Linked DNA regions of Danio rerio: region 2 is linked to region 1. The links are chromatin contacts, called in public Hi-C maps. All regions are on one chromosome and are shown on one strand. Each heading gives the region's core, a stretch centred on a gene start, on an enhancer-like site or on the middle of the called end of the contact. The rest is flanking DNA. Distances are from core to core; before and after follow the strand shown.

Region 1 (6,994 bases), core at 429-2,928:
TTCAGAATACTTAAACATGTATATTTGCATAATTTGTTTTAAAAGTAATGCATTTTTTTATAGATGCAATAAATAACTATAAATGCATGTTTTAATGAAACTGTTGTTCACAACATTTCTTAAGATCAAAGTTCTTTCCATCATTTAATCCATGAAGTGCACAGTCAATTAGATTTTTTTTTACTCAAACTCACGTAAATTGTTGTTCAAAACCTTTTTTTAGACATTTATTTTCATTTTTATACAACACGATAAATATGTCTGAACAGTGTAAGAGGTTTACATTTTTGGTAAAATAACAGCATAGCACAACAACAGGAAGGGGGGTAGATTTCTAGGCAACCAACAACCATTTTCTCAGAGTATGACAAGCTGACAAAACATTGCTGCAGCCCTGATACAAGTCTTATTTGGAAGGTACGGGTGCGTCGCTTCTTATGCGTGCGCCTCCATTGAAAATAACAAATTCATGCGCGGAAGAGACGCGATAGCTAGCTCTCTGCAACTGTCACATGGTCATTCACTGAAGCTAAGCAGGGCTGTGGCCGATCAGTACCTGAATGGGAGACCACATGGGAAAGCTAGGCTGCTAGGTTTTTGCTAGGCTGCTAGGTTTTTAATGGTTTGTGGCAATCGGTTTCCTCAAACAGTTTGAGTTGCCTTAACTTATTGGGTTTTACAGTACTCAGTTGGCTTACGTTCTCTTTATTGGGTTCTACTGTACTCAGATTGCTTCGTTTACTCAAATGGATCAAGTTCACAGTATCATAAGGATTAGTTTTTGAACTTAAATGGTTTGTTGCAATCGGTTTCCTCAAATGATTTGAGTTACCCTAACTTTTTGGCTTTTACAGTGTGCTTGATACCCCATAAAAAATTTAAGTGCCATTTAAAACAGAAAAGAAGCAGGTGGATTTGCTAGAATGCACATTTTGAAACTCAACATTTGTGCAATCGAGGCATATTAGGAAACTTTGGATAAAAATATTCACATCAACACAATCACTTTATTTAGCGTTGGATTTTGAAATGATTAATCAGAATGGGTTCATTACAACTGCAACTTTCCACATAAACAGCTACTAACATGGATTTGCATGTTTACAACTATAAAGCTGCTCACTTTAAAGAAACCTACAGAATAAAGTATTAAAAAACACTCTCTAATTGGATGTTTTCTTTGTCAATTTAGTTGTATTCATTTTGTTATCTAGAGAAAAACATAATTTACATAATCATCTAAATGTCGCTTTAGCTGAAGAGTTATTACAAACGTATTTTACTTCAATACAAAGACTAAAATCTATTTATTTCATTTATTAATCAACAACCCTCAAACTAGCTTTAATTGGTTGTCCCTTCGGCAGTTGTTATAGCTTTATAGGTGTTGTGACTGTATCAGTGCCTCTAACTAGATTTGTGCATATTTGAAGGTGAAAAAAAACGGATGAGTTGAAAGGATTTTTTATGCTAATTAACATTTCTGCCACAAAAGCTTTTAATTTTGCTTAAGTGAATCTCCGGATTCATGGGTCGGACCCGATAGTTCTGCATCATAATAAGCCCGTTAGCGATGCTAAGCAGAATCGGTGTTCTCGTTTGCTCTCTCTGGGCCTCTGTGCGGCGCAGCAGGGGTTTAATTGAAGCTGAATGGCTGGCAGCTCATGGGGGCCCGAAGGTGGAGGCAGTTCAATGATTAATGAAGTAAGATTGTGCGAGTGTGTGTACAAGCGTGTGAGAATGTTTGCTTTAAGACGAGGTGTGAAGTGACTCAGGAAAACAACAGGAAGCGGCGGCCCTGCAAAGAGCCTTCCGGTCACAAATCAGCCTCTATTTAAGCAGCATGTTCAAATGTCACATCCAGTTTACCAGGAACGAGCTTTTTCGCTGTCTTTCCTGCCGACACCATTAACTCCCCTCTGTCCTCACCTGTCTGCAAAGCTTATTTCAACAGAGCTGCTGCATTGTTTGTTGCTTTCTTCTTTTATCTTTTAAGTGTCAGACGTGCTGTCGTGGGTTTTCCAATCAATTGTGTTTCATGCAAAAGTTCTCAGTTGTGATTTCCGTCTCAACTGTTCCGACTGTGGTTTCACTTCACATCTCAGTGCGCGGATAAAATTAACACTCGCCAATTGCTATATGCAAATACAAAAAGGTGCTTTAGTGTGTAGATGATACTTTACATAACATACTGTGTGATTTGAAATGATTTGAGTCTAACATAAATGAATGAAATCTTAGCGTATAAATGCTCTACTTGAAAAAAGGCCAGGGTCTGCTGCACATCTAATAAATTCAACAGTACTATACTGGCAGAATGTAATGTCTATATAAATGGTGTGAGCAAATATATCAACAGATTGGAAATATATTGTAACATATTAAAATTTGAAACAATATATATATTTTTTATTGACTTTGTGATTAAGCTACACTTAAAAAAAAGGTGGTGATGTTGTAAGGCATTTGGGCAGATATGGACAAAAGTTTAGTTCAACTAGGGCTGGGCGAAATTGCAAAAACATTATCACGATATCATGTTTCATATCATTCAACATCCATAATTATTGAATAAGTTTTTAACAATCCATTTAGGAATATTAGGATTTTTTTATTTAACCACTTTATTTTAATTTACCAACATTACTAAGGTTTTAATGGTCAAAAAAATATAAACAAAATATCTGATCTCTTTGTGATAAAATAAACATAAGAGTTTAAGAGACTCTTAAACTTGATAAATAAAATGTTACAAAGTGTGTGCAGTGTTGAAGTGTAAATGCTAAACAATTAAAGCAAACTATAAGGTGTGATAAATAATGATACAGTAAACCTCAAACTCTGTTAACAACACAATTTATGATCATCAAATCTGAGCTTTCAAGTAAAGGAACCAACCATAGTTATTCAAATACATACTGCAACATTACAAATTTTGAAGTTGAATGACTATATTCCCCCCTATGCTAAAAAATCTTTGAGATGTGGTGCAAGTGGCTGGGATGCACAAGAAAAGAAACCAAAAAGCCACTCTGCAATTTTCGCATGTGTTGTTATTCTGATCTGAAATGACAAGCGTGTGCGCGTGGATTCCTTGACCATTTACAATGGTGACCATCAACCATTTCCTTAGAAAATGACAAATGGACAAACCATTGCTGCAGCTCTGATGCAAGTTTATGGAGAAAAGTAAAAAGTGTTGCAGTGTTTGGGCGCGCTGTGTTTGGCTAAGGTAATTAGTCTGCCATTACTATTGAAATATGTATATTTCACACAAAGTGTGAAGCAGATTGGTTAGTTCTACTTATATGAATTGTGGTGCACTCGCAGCATTCTAAAGAGTTCAAATGTTTTTTAACTAGCTGTGGCTGGAAAATGCACATGGTCCATGTGCGTGCCGCTTACACAACATGTGCGTTCCGCTCCCGTATGCCTGTCGTACAAGTCCCGTGCCTTAATTGGAAATGACAAACTTACACCCCAAGCTTATTGGCACTGCTTCCAAGTCGCGCGCTCAGCAGCCACATTTTATTAAAACTGTAGCGCTTCATACCAAAACTACATGCAGAAACTTTCATTTAATTGATATTGACATTGGTGCTTGGTCAGCAAGTGAAGTTTCACAATCTAATTTTAAGAGGAGCATGTGATATGATTGACTGCAACTGGTCTCTCATCTACAATCATTAGTTAGCCAATCAGATTAATCCACACTCGTTATAAGTAGCCTAGCAAAACTCACTCCCTTATTTTTGTTTTCCGAAAAAAAACCAAAAAAAAAACATCCACGCCTTCTCCACCTGAGCTCGTACTCCCTTTACAAGCTCTATTGACCAGGCAGGAGCCTTGGGCTTAATTATCTCTGAGCTCAGGGTTCTCTCCCAGGACAGCATGCCATGCTAATATCATCAAGCAATATCTAAGCATGAACTCTTGAAATATCGATAGCCATTTTATCGCCCTGCCCTGGTTCAACTCAACGTCAAGTTTGTGCGTATTTGACCTAATGTTGGGTTGCATCATCAGTTTTTTTTACTGTCTATGGATTCAATGTTGGGTTATGAGGACCCAGCACTTTTTAGAGTGTAGTGACCTGCAGCCTTTGAATAAAATATAAAAGAAGAAATGCATCAGTGCATCCACCCATCCATCTTTTATCCAGACTTATTTAATGAATAGAAATTATAAACAACATTTATTTGAAATATGAATTAATTATGAAATATTAAAACAATATAACATTACAAAATAGCTTTTAACCAATTTAAGTCATCCTTTCCTAATAACAGAATTTTTTTTTAATTTCTTTAATTTCACAATATTAAGATACATGTTAAAATATATAATCAGGGTTTCTGCAGGTTACACAAAGCCAAATTTAAGACTTTTTAAGACCATGAGGAATGAAATTTCAGACTTATTTAGGGCTAAATGCTAAGGATTTTTCATGGCCCAGCAAAAAAATAAATAAATAAAAGTACTTTCCCCATCAAAAAACTAATTAAATTCTATAGCTATTTATTAGCCACATATTTTAAATAATGTCTCAAAACAAGCAGGCCCTAGGTGTATACATAAATATTTTTCAACATAAATTAAAAAAAAACTTTAAAAACTAAAAAATGGACAACATACTTAAAATATTAGTTATTAATATACAGTAGTTTTGCTAAAAGTTGTAATGAGATGTATTGTTGGCAGTGCGATGTGTTGGATTGATTGAGTATCTTTACATAAACAAGGGAAAATTAAGACCTGTTTAAAATTATTTAAGACCTACAAGACAAAATTTCAGTCAATTTTAGACTTTTTAAGGCCCATTTATTTATTTAATATTTTAGGACCCTGCAGATACCCTGATAATACATTAAACTATGTTCCATAATATTTAATTTAGTTTAATTATAATTTCTAGAATAAAAACATAAGTTTCTAGTAGTCTACACCAGGGGTATCCAAACCCGGTCCTGGAGGGTCTGCGTCCTGCAGATTTTAGCTCCAACTTGCTTCAACACACCTGCAAGGTTGTTTCTAGAATGCCTAGTAAGAGCTTGATTAGCTAGCCCAGGTGTGTCTGATTGGGTTGGAAGTAAACTTTGCAGGACCCGGTCCTCCAGGAGAGTCTGGAAATCCCTGGTCTACACTATTCATATTCTAGATTGAAAGCTTTATGCAAGAAAAAGCCATCAGTTTATGATCATAGCAATTTATCTCCAATATATACACAATACATAAATGCAGACACACATAACCGTAATGTTTTTTCCTCTGACACAAAAATGTTGGTATTTGCATTGAAAATAATAGCAGGCAAAGAAAATTCTGAAGTACTGGCTGGCTGGCCCTTGTGAACTTTTGAAAGATCTACAAAAACACACAGAGAATAAGAAAAAAAGGTTTCCCGTAAGGTTCACAGAGGTCCCCGGAGCCCACAGAAGCACGCATCAGTAATTAGCAGTATGGCAAATCCTTCACAAACAGTAAACACACACACACAGGCACTGAATAACAGGCCTAGCACGTGTCTGTCTAGACACAAACGAGCAACCTGTTTGTATGAAAGGTTCTTCTCACCTGGGGTGTGGTAATAGTTAAAGTTAATGATAACACTGATCTAAACTCCCATAACAGGAAGACATTTTGTTCAGTCAGACAGCGTGACCTACATTAACCTAACCTGAGGACACTTGAAGAATCCAATAAACTTAATACGCACATAGCATCAGGTAGCTCACTCATTAAAACCGACGGGGGAAGGCGAGGATTTAAGAGGTAGGTGGTGATTGTGAGAGAAATCTTGGCCGAATGATGATCTGATGGCCTAAAGGGATAGTTCACCCAATTACTGATATTTCAGCTTGCAGTTTCTGTTTATTAGTTTCAGATTATGGCCCATGAACAGTCTGGACTACTAGACCAATATTTTAGGCAACATTTAAATGTATTTACTGTATAAAAATGATTATAAAATTTATAATTTACCTTAATATCGATTTAAATAGAATTTTGGGATCAGAGGGAAATAAGCAATAGCAGTGATCTGAGTACTGAGCTTTGCAGTACTCCATATTGAAACCGTCAGTGTAACATTGAAAACTTAGTGATGCCTTAGTGATACCTCCCAATGATAGCCATTAACAGTGTGAAACTAAATGGTTCGGATACTGAGCCTTGTGGTGCTTCAAACAGAACTTGGTATATCAGGCCTTGTAGAAATAGAGTATTGCCAGTGAAAATATTCTCTATACCAGGGGAGATAAATTTTTCCAAGGGGCCACATTAGACTCTGGGGTGGTTTCAAAGGGCCAGACCAATACAGTTAATAAAAACAAAAAAAAAACTATTCAATAAACATTCATATAAACTCTAAAGTTTAAAAAAGAGGTAGTTCAGTCCACCTTCATTACTGTGTAATTCCATACAAAATGTGAAGCTGCCTGGTTGGTCCCTATCACATGACTTGAAGTTCACTCACGGCACTCTGAAAAGTTTAGATTTTTTTTAACTCGTGCTGCCTGGAAAACGTGAGCGTGACATACATTTCCTATCTGAGTGCTGAAACCATGCGTCTCCATTTGAAATAACAAAAACGCTCATGCAAAAGACGATATACTAAATGTGAAAGTCCCCTTTTGTTGACTCACAATATTAGACCTTGGCATTGAATTTAAATTAAATAAATACCCAGGGGTGTGTTTCCCAAACAACGACGTAACTCGTGGCTGAACCATCATAGTTTGATGCATCATTTGAGAAAAGAATTATGTAGTGACGAGTGTTTCCCAAAACCTGTGGTTTCTCTGTCGAAGATCAATTGTTTGAACCACGTTAGTTATAACGTAAAACGCACATAATGATGCTTTAAACCGGGTGGAGTAACAACTTCTTTAGGGAAGAACCCCATCATTTCCTTGTGCAAATTATATTGTTTAACACGCTCAAGCATTTAAAAAATAAAACAATATTAGTTTTGGAAAAAAAAGGAACTCTTTTT
Region 2 (7,783 bases), core at 2,676-5,175, 54 kb after region 1:
TTATGCTGAACTATTATACTCTTCTGTCTAAATAACAAACGCAAGATAAGTAGTTCAGATATACAACAGCTCACTTCTGTGTCTTTAAACTACCCACTTATCATAAGATTTCAGAGAAAAACGAAGCCAGGAGATTTACGGCACTCATAGCCCAAAGTCCTATTACGATTTTCTCCTTTGACGGAAGCACTTCAGCTAAAATGGCCCAAATTGATCTGTGCGCCTAACGACAAATAAACCCCTTTAAAAGTCTCCGTTATTGGATTCATATGCGTCTCCCTTGATAATCTCCACGCCTGTGAGCCCAACAGCATTAAGCCCTTGCATTAAAGAGCCTGCCGTCTATGCCGTGGGCTTTACAAGTCTGCTCTGTAGACCTTCAGAGAGTGGAAGAGTGGGAAGGGAGGGGGAACTCAATGAAGCTAATAGCACCATAGTGCACCAGGAGACCCGCCGTCTCCCTCGCTCATTATCGAAACGCTGCTATTTCCCCTACCAGACAGATGTTGGAGCGCGCCGCTTACGACCAGTGAGAAATGAGATGAAGTGATGCCCGAGTCACTTCACTACATTTTTTTTAAATTCATGACCGTTGATTTCATTTCCCACAAAATGAGGCCCATGGAACATGATGCAAAACATGCGCGGCGTCGTTTAACACGCTATGCGCTACCTCCCGTTTAAAGAAGGCGCATTTATTCGCAAATTGGCATCTAACATAAATCCAATTGCAGCTTGAACGTCACGGTTGTGGAAATAGTGAGGGGCGGCCATATGTAATCAGTTAAAGCGATGTGTGTCTGTGTATTTCCCAAACTGATGCCTTTTCCATGTGCACTGGAAAGACAAACACAGATGGTATTTAATGACACTGGAGATGTTGCTGGCTATTTTTTGGTGAGGAAACCACTCACGTTAAAAGCTTCAAGCCCTATTCCTCTGAGAAATCTACAGCTTAGGTTTTTGATAGAAAGAGTGACTATTAGCTGATTAAAGAGGTAATGATCTGAATCATACGATAGAATGATATTTTTGTCTTAACGGTGAGCAAACTGTCAAAACATAAAACATATTTATGATTGTAGCTGAAGTCACCTGACTCAAAAATCACAGGCCATCATTATTTTCAAGAGCCTCCACTAAGTATGCTGAAAATTTCATTACTTTGGGACAGTTTGTATGGAGAAAGTGAATAGGGTTCAAATAAAGGAGGACATGTTTTAACGATAAGGTGCAAGGCATGTTTGCCGTAATTTGTTACCATTTTCAGACCAATGCAACATTAATTTTCCTGTTTTGCACCACGTTATTTAAATAGCAAACCCATTTACACCACTTTGTGGACTCATGGGTGTGCCAGTCTAGAAGGAAGGTGTGTTAAGGCGCATTGTTAGCGCAATGCTATTTTGAGAAACTAAAATAAACTGTGCAATTGACCAACTAAAAGCTGGTCTAAAGTCCAGCGCAGAGTATGTTAGTTGTGTGCTATAATTGCATTCAGTTACTTAACGCGTACACATTTCTTAATACACACAGGATGTATAGCAATACGCAACTATTTTTACAAATGAAAAAGAAAGGATTTAAATATTACAAAAATTATTATTTATATAAAAACTACTGCCTCCATGCCTTCTTCATCACAGGGGCTTTTTTCAGTATATTCATGACAATTTGCTTTTGTATAATGTTATCATTATTATTATTAGTAGTAGTATTTATTATATGCATATTTATATTTGTTTTAATATATATTAACAATTTGTTTAATATTGTGATAAAAACAAGCTTGGATTTGTCCACCTGTCTGGTTTTGGATCATATGGGGCACATGACATGTGTTTGGATATAACACACTTTTAACCACACTTCGCTATTATTGTTCATTTAATAATTTGCTGGAAATTAAAACTAAATTTAAAAAAATAGTTTAGAAACAAATATTTGCGCTTAATTAACAAAATTAAATATGTAGGCTAATAGATGTCTTCAGTGGAGTGCGTACAACATCATTTACTCATCCACGAAAGTAAAGGAGTAAAGTAAAAGTAAAGAGGCCAAATGGTGAAGGCTCATTCTTTATCCTTGCGCTGCAGATGGTCTGTCTATCTGTTTTCTTGCTAGTGAAGCGTTCAGTTTTTCCACTTACTAAATCTGCCATGTAAATAGGAAATGCACTATGGCATGACGCAAGTCTTAAAGGAAATGGGAGATGAGTGTCTGATCGGTTTTATGCACGTTATGCTCACAACACACCCATAACTCATTAAGAGAATAAGCACTACCCCATTAGACCATGCGCCATGGCGCAAATCGTATTTTTCCATCCTTAAAAGCCCTATGTGTTGTGACATGTATTTTTTTATTTTTTGTACCTCTATCCTATGATGCCTGTCTTAAACAGGACTCCCTGGGTGAAGATATAATGTATCTCAATGGGAAATTCCTGATAAAACAATTAAATAAATGAAGAAAGAAAGAAATACATACATATAAAATAAATAAACGTACAGAACGATTGCAGATTGAGTTCATAATGACTATTTCTGACTGAAATATTCCTTTAAGCTTTTGCTGAACACCACATTATGACCAGAGGTTTCCAGACACTTGTGAAAATGCTTCTATGCTGAATGGAGGAAAAAATGGAGAGACCGCAGAGTTCTGCTTTCGTGCACCGGGAGTGGCAAAGCCTTTTATATACATACTGTTCATATAATGCTCTGGCTTTTAAAGACCCTGAGTCTACATTACAGCCCTCTACACTGTTCTCTAGCGAGCGAGTGCGCCCAATTACCGTATCAAATAAAAGCCATCAGCTATATGAGGTTTGCTGATTATGATGGGCTTGCATAGGAAGTCGGACTCAAGAGCTCTTTTGAGAACATGGCTTACTGCATCCTCATATAGAACAAAACAGACTGTAGAAATTCTCAGCCATGCAATTAAAAAAAAAATAAAAAATGCACAGACATAGACACATGCACAGGCTAATGCTAACACACAAACATAGCCTCAAAAACAATAACATGGAAAACACTGCCAGTGTTGCAATGTTTTACATGTTTTTATCATATCTATAAAAAAATTTGGTCAAGATTTAGGCCTTTTTGGCATGTAGAAGCAAACAACCAGATTCTACCATCATTATTAGTTTTACTAAGTACTGTATTGATAACTGTAGATTATAACATACGCCAACTATGCTAATATGCTAACATTTGCATTAAAGATGATTTAAATTGCATCTGACCATTATCATTTTGTTTATTTAGACAGTGAACTACAAATTTATACCAGTAAAGTTTAATAAGGTGTACAGCAAGAATATGACTTAGAACTGCTGTTATTATAAAATATACCTTATATGCTAGTATTGTTAATAAAAGGTGAATAGCATCAGATTTTTATGTTAATTTTAGCTGTATATTTCATCAAGACCAGATGAACTTCTGGAAATGTCTAATAAATGAAAGATCATCTTTCTAACTGGCTGTTGAAAAGCAACAAACTTATTATACACATTTCATTCTAGACGTTAATGCTTCTTTCAGCAACTCAATTTGATACAATACAAAGTGTCAAACTAGGCCATACACACTTCAAACACACTAACACATGTGCAATATTTAGGTTTTGGTAACGTTAATCAGTCAGCCGGCTGATGATACATGTACTGGTCACAACTTTGAGCTCATCTGCATCTGACTTTGAAGTTGAAATGCATTTAAACTTAAAATAACTTTTCTGGTTAAATGATTGCATGTTGTATAAACCCCTCTGATGTGAGGAATGTGAAGTGTAGTGTGTGTGTGTGAGTGTAATAAAAAGCACATGACTTCATGGCTTATTCTCTCTAGCATTTGTTCCTCTCCACAGCCCCTGCCCTTCACTTGCTCCTCCGCAATTGGACATGGACCCTGGATAATTCCCACACACGCAGACAAGAGACACATGTGACATCTCTCTCTTCTCACCCACGTCCACACACACTCCTACACAACGTTTAACCAAAAAAGAAAGTATTTTTGACCCATTTTCCAGTGCAAATACACACACATCCCTATAAGAAATTTGCTAGCGAAGCAGACTTCATCCACTCAAATTTACACTTAAAAAAATAATTGAAAAATCCAACGGATTGAAAAAAACGTTAGCTTAATCTATTATATTTTTTACAAATACAAATAAAGAAAATTACATGACATTACATGACAAAAGTCTTGCTGACTATCCAAGTTTTAGGAACAACAAATAATAACTCGACTTATAATAGACGGTTTTTATCAGAAGTGGCTTATATGAAAGGCAAAGGCCTCTAGATTATGCCTATTTTGCTTAAATAAAATATGATCATGCCTTGATTTTTAATTATTTAATTAGAACAGTAAGGTCTGACTTTGCTTAGACAAAAGTCTAGTCAGGAATAATGTAAAGTATAAAATATAAAGCCATGGTGCAGTGGAAAAAAATAATATTGTGTATGATATATAGTGTTCAACAAATGCCTGTTAGAATAAAAATGACCAAATTTGGAAAGTGGATTCTTTTTTTTCTTGAATAGTATCTGTGCTGTTTACACTTAAAACTATGTTGAATATAAATTTTGAAGATATATATATATATATATATATATATATATATATATATATATATATATATATATATATATATATATATATGTATATAATAGTTGTATCTTGTTTTTAGAAAATATTTTTTTAAATGTCCATTATTTTTTTCGTTGAAAATTTCTTACTTTTATTTAGATTTTATTCAGCTTGAATCTAGTAATTAAACTAATAAAAGCAACTAAACATCACTTAAGTGGTTTATAAAACAGATGAGAAATAATTGTTGTTCAGAGTATACATTATCTAAACTAGATATTTTTCATAATTAAAAAAAAATAGACTTCAAAAATTCGGAAAATTACAAACTTCATTCTAATATGTAATTTAACTAATGCCATCTCCTCAACAGTAGGCCCATTTTCTTAATTTGAGGCTTCATGGTGCATACACATTTATCTGTGTGTGTGTGTGTGTGTGTGTGTGTGGGGCGCTATCCAGCCAATATCAGCGGTAGCTCCTTTATATTCCTTCACTTTCCCAGACGTGCATTTAGCTCATATGAGGAATGAGTCAGAAATAATGGAGGAGAAATAATCTCCCCACCTCTTCCCTTCACTTCTGGCAAAGGAGGAGCAGCAAGTGAAAAGGTCAGTCTTGTTTTGCTTTTGTTTATGGATCTTTCTGTTTGTTGTTTTTCATGGATCCCGCCAAACGGAGCTCGTCTCTAATAACAGTGGGAACGAGATTCCAGCTCTGGCAGTCGCACGTAACCGCACATTTTTGGATTGAATTGTGCACAGTCTGATGCCAAAATATTCACTAAACTCAGACATCCTTGTCTCCATCACACACTCATAACTTCAGACATTAGACCTACAGTCTGTCATTTTGTGCTCTCAGGTCTTTGGAGAGGATCTGGATTGAGGGGCCTGCTTCCTTTACCTCTTCCTCCATATCCATAAATCAGCTTAGGGTTCAGGATGCGGCGCACGGAAAAAAAAAGAAAAAAAAAATCAGGGAAAGAGTGAGTTTGAGACTCCGAGGAACAGAAAGAAACAGGTCACTGCAATCATGGACTCGGTTGGACATTTCAGTGAACGGTAGCAAAAAACGAAATGGGTTTATGTTGTCAGAGGCCTACAAAGATAAACTTGATTGGTCTACATTACCTCAAAAATATCGAACAGGCCACAGGAACATCCATTTGGCTCTTGGAGTAATGCCGGCACACAACAGGAATTTGGATTAGGCTCAAAAACACATCGTCCCGCAAGAAACAGCTTTCATCTACATTCCAGCGAACATTCGAAGGAGCACGTGGTGGTGTAAAACAAATACCGAAAAAGGAATCGAAGAAATGAGCGTGAAGAATAAAGATTAGGAGTTTGCTGTATCTGCTTGTCACTATGGATCCTGCCGCTGTGGTCTAAGGGAAGGATTATGTTTCTCATGAATGTGACCTTAATTTCAGACAAGCCAGCATTCCTTTCTTTGACACTGTATATATACAAAGAGAGATTTCGCAAAAGTTAAACCTCAGAGCATTGAGGAATTCATATAGTGCCTAGATGATACTTTACCTTTTCCCTAAACCAACAATACAAGCTGAACTGCCATGCTTTAACTAGCGTTTTGTTGGCATTGTAATTAAATGAGGTTAATGGAAGCTCACATTTAATTTGATTAATCTATGACTTTCTAATATCCTTCTCTTCTTTCTTAATCTCTGCTAATAAAAGAGCCAAAAGACACAATAAAAAGTGGCCAAAAAGATTGGGGTATAAACCATGAATGGAAAAACTGTGCTATTTTTGAGACTTAAACCCGAGGTATTTGAGAGGAACTCTTCCTGTACTGCAGTCATTAGGTTATGAATGTACAGTTGGTTGTTGTAACCTGTTGTTGGGTCAAATATGGACAAACTGCTGGATTATAAAAGTGTTATTTAAATTTAATTAACAACTTAATTTTGGGTTTGTCCATACAGTATTTGGCCCAACATTGAGTTATGACAACCCAGACTTTTTTTTTTTTAAGTGTATCACATACTAAAGTTTATTGTGTTTTGTTTTTCAACAAGAAGGCATTATACTGATCAAAAAGTATCAATGATTTGGATTTCGCAGAACTTTCTTTTTACCAAAGAACACTGAAATAAAACTACACTACTTCCACAGATTAAGAAGCAGAACAGTGTTCAAAACTGATTATAATAAGAAATTTACGTGACACTAAAGACCGAAGTAGTGAAGTTCATTCATTTGTTCATTCACGTCATTATGCCAAATTCATTCATTCATTTTCTTTTCAGCTTAGTCCCTTTATTAATCTGGGGTCGCCACATGGGAATTAACCACTAACTTACACTATCCAGCATATTGCAGCAGATGCCCTTTGAGCTGCAACCCATCACTGGGAAACACCCATACACTCTCACTCATACACATACTGTACACTATGGACAATTTAGCTTACCCAATTCACCTGTAGGGCATGTCTTTGGACTTGGGGAAACTGGAGCGCCCAGAGAAAACCCACACGAACACGGGGAGAACATGCAAACTCCACACAGAATTGCCAACTGACCGAGCCAATGCTTGAACCAGCGACCTTCTTGCTGTGAGGTGACAGTGCTACCCACTGTGCCACTAAGTAGTGTAGTTTTCAAAAAAACAATACATTCAAAATATAATAAAAATATGTTTTTTGTTTTTAACAGATTAAAACAAAGTTACAAAATGATTAATATAACAATATTAAAAAAATTTAATTGAACCACATAATAATGAGAATAATTTTATTATTACTATTATTATTATTAGTAGTAGTAGTAGTAGTAATAGTAGTAATAGTAGTATAGTAGGAGTAGTAATTGTAGTAATAGTATTAGTAGTAGTAGTCGATTTGTGGGCATTATTTTTGTTTAGAATTTAGAATGAACATTACCATAGCATGAGCCTGTAAAAAAAAAAAAAAACTTCTGTTCACTGTTATTGACAGATGAAGATATTTGAAGTATGTTGGTCTCCAGACAGTTAATGGTAACCCCTGACTTCCATAGTATTTTTCGGAACTCAACTATGAAACTCAAGGGCTGCAATCAACTATCTGGTTACCAAACATATTCTTTTGTGCCCAAGAGAAAAAAGAAACTCAAGAAACCACCTGAGGCAAGCAAATGGTGAAAAAAATGTGCTCTTTTCGTCCAC

The links. Hi-C and Micro-C count contacts between places; a contact is called where the count stands out from the background.
Region 2: a contact with region 1 is called in a Hi-C map of an unstated tissue, with 2.0 times the contacts expected there. The contact joins two enhancer-like sites. A contact is called at or near these places in 3 of 18 Hi-C or Micro-C datasets (caudal fin, skeletal muscle and an unstated tissue).

What each region holds. Positions count from the first base shown.
Region 1 is chr8:32,256,478-32,263,471 of GRCz12tu, forward strand. The region is part of intron 13 of aopep (aminopeptidase O (putative)); the gene reads right to left. Among named protein-coding and RNA genes, the nearest start is that of mir23b-2, 12 kb to the left of the region's middle. Within about 2 kb of position 1,679, at least 12 of the 62 cell types and tissues checked have an H3K27ac peak or open chromatin away from gene starts, as enhancers often do.
Region 2 is chr8:32,308,531-32,316,313 of GRCz12tu, forward strand. All of the region lies in intron 12 of aopep (aminopeptidase O (putative)), which reads right to left. Among named protein-coding and RNA genes, the nearest start is that of mir23b-2, 65 kb to the left of the region's middle. Within about 2 kb of position 3,926, at least 6 of the 62 cell types and tissues checked have an H3K27ac peak or open chromatin away from gene starts, as enhancers often do.